Linked DNA regions of Drosophila melanogaster: region 2 is linked to region 1. A link is a contact called in public HiChIP or PLAC-seq data. All regions are on one chromosome and are shown on one strand. The core of a region is the stretch at or near the end of the contact, and the rest is flanking DNA. Distances in the headings are between cores, read along the strand shown.

Evidence for each region. HiChIP or PLAC-seq counts read pairs in DNA pulled down with a chosen protein or histone mark.
Region 2: an H3K27ac HiChIP or PLAC-seq map of the Kc167 cell line shows a contact between it and region 1, with 2.6 times the contacts expected there. The contact joins the promoter of sqd here to the promoter of CG44142 in region 1. A contact is called at or near these places in 2 of 107 Hi-C or Micro-C datasets (larval brain and wing imaginal disc) and 1 of 6 datasets of contacts at active chromatin or transcription factors (the Kc167 cell line).

Annotation. Positions count from the first base shown.
Region 1 is chr3R:13,311,809-13,314,680 of dm6, forward strand. CG44142 reads right to left here and starts at 1,380. Exons shown (of 1, transcript NM_001275603.2): 1 at 1,047-1,380. The coding sequence starts at 1,359. The coding sequence ends at 1,108. CG32473 reads left to right here. Exons shown (of 7, transcript NM_169503.3): 6 at 1-87; 7 at 145-977. The coding sequence ends at 820. It also overlaps the pseudogene CR46407.
Region 2 is chr3R:13,644,885-13,647,756 of dm6, forward strand. sqd (squid) reads right to left here and starts at 1,420. Exons shown (of 7, transcript NM_001260159.2): 1 at 869-1,420. The coding sequence starts at 1,035. It overlaps rin (rasputin), which reads left to right and starts at 2,120. Exons shown (of 4, transcript NM_169533.2): 1 at 2,120-2,316.

The sequences.
Region 1 (2,872 bases), core at 130-2,629:
CACTAATTACACCACCTACGCCCGTAAACTGCTTACGCCCATCGTAGAAAAGGTCACGTTTACCGTGGCAGCCGATCATCTGGAAAAGTAATGCACTTTAGACACTGACGTTCTTACACTTATATAATTCATTATATTTTACAGTCGCCTCCGTATTAAGGTGCTGAGCTCAGCCTGCAGCTTGGGACATGAGAGCTCCTTGCAACAGGCGGTCACGCTCTTCAACCAGTGGCTAGCCAGCCCCGAGACCCGGCCCAATCCGGATATCCGAGACGTTGTCTACTACTATGGTCTGCAACAGGTGAACACAGAGGCTGCCTGGGATCAAGTTTGGAAGCTGTATCTGGACGAGAGTGATGCCCAGGAAAAGCTGAAGTTGATGAACTGCCTAACCGCCGTGCAGGTGCCATGGCTGTTGCAGCGTTACATCAACTGGGCCTGGGATGAGAGCAATGTCCGCCGCCAGGACTACTTCACCCTGCTTGGATATATATCCACCAATCCGGTGGGTCAGAGTCTTGTGTGGGATTACGTGCGTGAAAACTGGGAGAAGTTGGTGGATCGTTTCGGCATCAATGAACGCACCTTGGGTCGTCTGATCCCCACGATCACTGCCCGCTTCTCAACAGAAACCAAGCTGGAAGAGATGCAGCAGTTCTTTGCCAAATATCCCGAGGCTGGAGCCGGAACTGCGGCCCGTCAACAGGCGTTGGAAGCGGTGAAGGCAAACATCAAATGGCTAGCGGCCAACAAGGCCCAGGTGGGCGAATGGTTGGCCAATTACGTTCAACAGTCCAGCGTCACCAACCGCATTCAGTGAGCCCTAAACTCGGCCATTTGCACCTTGTAAAATATCAGTAATGTAAAAACTACCAATGGAAGTGACTATAGTCTTAGCTAATTAGTGAAGCAAAAGCATTTCAAATGTAAACGAAGAATTGTGATTGCTTATGATATTTTTGAAGAAAATACAAGTGAAAAAATAATTTCTTGAATACTTTTTCCTAATCAATTAAAGCTAATCCCTTTAAAATACTGATCATTTTCACCGAAAGAAATGGTATAATTTGATGCAACTAAAATATTTTTAATTTTGTTAAATTTTGATTACTTTCCACCATCACTTCCACTAGAACTTCCACCATCACTTCCACTAGAACTTCCACCAGAACTTCCACTGGAACTTCCACTAGAACTACCACTAGCACTTTTCTTGGTGGTCGCCGTTGTAATCCATGGGCATATTGGTGACCGCAACATGCAGGCGATAATAATGAAAGTTCCCTCAGTTGCCGGAGTGCTGAACAGCATGAGTAGAGAAACCGCCAAGATGGCCATCAGGAAAGTGAAAGGCTGCATAGTGATGCTCGATTCAGAACTAAATTTTCATCCGATCGATTCCCCATTTATACGAAGTCCGAGTCTGGGGAGCAATTGTTTTAAACAGACCCAGCAAATTTGCTAATTGTTTATAAACACATGCCACAAGATAATATGAAAGTAATACTTATTATAACAAAACGTGCTAGCCATGTGGCTAAACGAGTTTTTCGCATCATTCCTTGAGTACAAGGGAGTAAAGCAAATGCACCCGGAATGGAATATAGACAATCAGACAATCATTCGGGAACTGCTCCTGATGGTGACCATTGACCTTAGCCTCCCATCCGATTGTCAGGTCCATTTAGAGTCCTGCCAAGATCACGGAGTTCTTCGATACCATCACCAAGGGCGCAGCCTTAGTACGTATGCTGAAGAATCTGGTTTGGTGCGTCATATCTACCGTACTGAGGATTACCTCGCCGCAGTCGAGAAGAAATAGGGCCTGGACGGATCATGCAGACCTGGACGAAGCATATGGCTCAGCGACAATACTACTTTAACAAAACTTCTTTAAACAGCTACCGTTGGTCGATTCCCATTATCTATACGAGAAGCATCAACAATGAAGTCCAATCATTAATATTCAACAATGAAAATGAGACCACCATAACGCTTTCGGAAGAGACCAGCTGGGTAAGGATTGACACAAATCAATTGGGCAACTAACGGGTGAACTATGCCAGGGAGCAGTGGTCGGAACATATTTCCCGGAAAACCTTCAGCACCGCCGATCGCGCTCTTCTGCTAAACGATTCCAAAAACTTGTCCGCAGCCGTACAGCTCCAGCCGGAACTACTTGTTATTAAAAAGTTTTGGAAGCGGGGATCGCAAACATCAAAAATCAAATTGTCAACAAGGATCAAGTGGTCAATGATTTCCCCACAAGAATTCTGATTGCTTATGATATTTTTGAAAAAAAATACAATTGAAAAAGAATTTCTGTAATATTTTTTAAGAAGGGATAGGTTTTTTTTTTTTTTTTTTTTTATTATTTATTGAATCTTCCCTTTGTGTTAAGAGACTAACAATAAGTGTTCAAATCTTAATCTAACTTAATTAACTTTCACTTAGTGATAGTTTTTTTTTTCATTAATGCCCTAATAAGTTTATTTCTGGGCTGGGAGGTCGTTGCGGTGCAGCCGGCTTTGACTGCATACTCGGATTAGTTTTCTTGCGAGGGGATTTGTATGGGTGGTCAGCTTTTCGTTATACTTCGTTTTTTTCTCAGCTATTACTTCGATTACTAATTTGATTTTTAGGTCTCTGTGTATGTTTTCGTTCCGAAGGTACCACGGCGCTCCAGTGATAATTCTCAGAATTCTTGACTGTGCTCGCTGAATAATGTCTATGTTACTTCTGGATGCGTTGCCCCACAGCTCGGAGCCATAAGTCCAGATAGGTTTTAAGACGGAGTTGTATAGAAGAGCTTTGAACTCCAGACTAAGTGGAGAGCGAGCATTTATGAGCCAGTGGAGGTTCCTTGCTTTAA
Region 2 (2,872 bases), core at 170-2,669, 330 kb after region 1:
ATCATTTATAATTTACATTAATTGTTCGTTAAATTAATATTTTGGCGCCTTGGCAACTCCAAACAACGCCGGCTGTCGCTCTCTGAGAGTAAGAGCGCGCAAAAGAGGTGGCGAGCGAGCGAAGCCGGCAAGCAAGAGAATAAGTGAAAACTGCAAAACACGCACACACCTACAGAACAGCGGGCGTTAGGTTGGTATGTATGCCTGTATGCAGCCGCCATTTTGGGTACAAAACTGGAAGAGCACAAAATAACAACGAAATAGCCGAAACAAAGAGTAATGCGAATTAAAAAGAATACACTGACAAATACAAACATAACTTTTTCCAACGTTTTTTTTCGCCACATTTTTTGCAAGTGAAAGGCAACCGTATGATTTGTGTTCGTATGCGTCACAGTGTGTCTGTGGGGCAACGTGGGAAACAAACATAACCTCACAAAGGGGAGAAAATGTGCTCCTAGCTTAAGAAAACTCTGGTTTTCATTGCGGAAAGTGCGTGTGTGTGCAGGGGAAAACGTTGAAAATTTTCCATGTCTCCCGAGACTGTGATGATGCATTTTGGCCCGAAGATTCTATTAATATGACTGAAGTACAGTCGCACCGACACCTCACACACACACACTTAAACACACTCCGACGCACGAGCGCAAGCGAGAGAGAACACAAAAGGGGTCAGACTTCCCCCGCAGAACCCCGTAAAATCCAATGAAACTCGACCAACGACGTTAGCTTTGCATTTACGTAACAGAGTAGGCAATATACACTATGTAGAAGCAGAAAATCTATGGGGGGCACATGATCATCGGTTGCCCGTTGCAAAAATAAAAAAGAACAAAAAAAAAACGTATCCGCCGGATAATGGACATACCTGTCGTCGTCCCGCTGGCCGGATGCGGCCGATTGGTTGTCCGAACTGCCGTTGGTCGAGCCGGCGGCGCCCGCATCACCATTTTCAGATCCCGGACCGTCGGCAGTCACGTCCTTGGTGAAATCCTCGCCGTTTATTTCTGTATCCACTTGCTTGTTCTCGGCCATTTTGTGTGTTTTCGACTGATCTACTAATTTCGGGGGCTAGGCAGCACGATATTCGTTTTTTACGCAGAGCCGGAGATTTTTATACACACTCGCCAAAAAGTCGCGCGTACGAATGAAATGACGACCGGAAAATGATAAATGCAAACGACAGCGTGTGTATATGGGTGCGGCGTTGCCACCTTGATGTTTTCCCAGTCAAGTCGATTTGGTATTATTTTGGTAAATATTTGTATTGTATTTGCTTGCTCTACCTGGAGATTGTTAGCTATACATTTGCCAAGGATTAAATTGGGATTTTCTGTACGATACCACCCCAAATAAGCCTATATAAGGAGCTAAATGGGCGCGTGACTTGTCTGCTTGCAGTATGGCAGCTTTGATTTATACAATGTACACACACCTATGAAGAGAAAATGAAAAGAATACCAAAAATTTTATACAAATATTTTAAAGCCCAGTTTACACAATGGACAAGTTACTTGGTTTATAAATTCATTTTAGTTGTATTAAAGGTTTAAATATTTAAATAAATATTAAGTATTTCATAAACATTTATAATTTTATAAATATAAAAAATACAATGTTCATTATTTACTATGTGTTGGGAACGAAAACAACATTTACATACAAAGAATTGTTTAAAATCGAATTTTCATATTAACTTCTTATAGGCTGAAACATCAACAATATTTTAAATCATTTAATTGGTTTATATTAAATATTTTTATTTTTTGCAAAAATTTATACAATTTTCATATTCGGATTTCCCAACAGGTTATAATATAACGTTATTATGGTTTTTATTTATTTGCTATATAAAATGTTTCCTTTAAAGAAAGGTGTTTCATGAGCTTACTCAAAAAATCGGAAATGGCTAAAATGAAAATAAGTTTTATAAAACTATTTAAAAGAAACTTAGCGCCCCTAAAATGAGCTTAATTGAGCTCAAATATGAAAATATCAAATTCATCAAAATATTCTATGGAACATACTAGATTAACCACCCCAAAAAAAGAAGTGTGTGCACACCCTTGGAAAAGCCGCCATCATTCACACACCAACACACGCGAAACCAAGAATAAAACTGTGCAGAGGCAAAAAAGAGGAAAAGAGGAACGAACGTCGGTTCTCTTCTCGATTCAACACACTTGTCCAATTTCATTGCGTTTGCGATTATTTTCTACTCAAAAGCCACAACATATGCATCGTAACTTAATTCAACAACAACTGTGATCGCCAAACATCAGAAAGCAACAAAAAATACACGTCAAGAATTGCCAAGTTAGTTATTCTCAAAAAAAAAGACAAAAAGAATTGCAACAAACTAGACTAGTGTGTGTGTGTGAGCGAGTGAGTGCATTGGTGTGTGTGGCTGTGTGTTTTGTGTGCAGCTTGCAATTTTATACTGCATTTCATACGTTTCGACTATCGTTTTGTAAATTAAAAAAACCGCATAATTTCAGCGCTCCACTAAGAAATCCAACTCTCCCCGCCCCCCGCAGGAAGATAACAAAGAAAAGTGCTACAAAAAGTGCCGATTTTTCGGCAAACTTCAACCCAAAAGCAATACACACTGTGCATTACAAAAAGGAAAAATAAAAACGAGGAAAAATATCGCTTAAAAAAGGTGAGCCGGCGACGGCCTCGTGTGCGCGGTCTAGAAAAACTAGCATTTTCCATTTTCAAAGGGGTGGCGCATACTAGGAAAAAATCAACATAAAAAATGCTAAATGGGCGTATATTTTATTATTGCGGCAGGGCTCTATCTCTTAAATTTTTTTTTTTACCATTTTAGCGGCTTTTTTTATTATCGCTTGTGCATAACCTAAAAATGTAC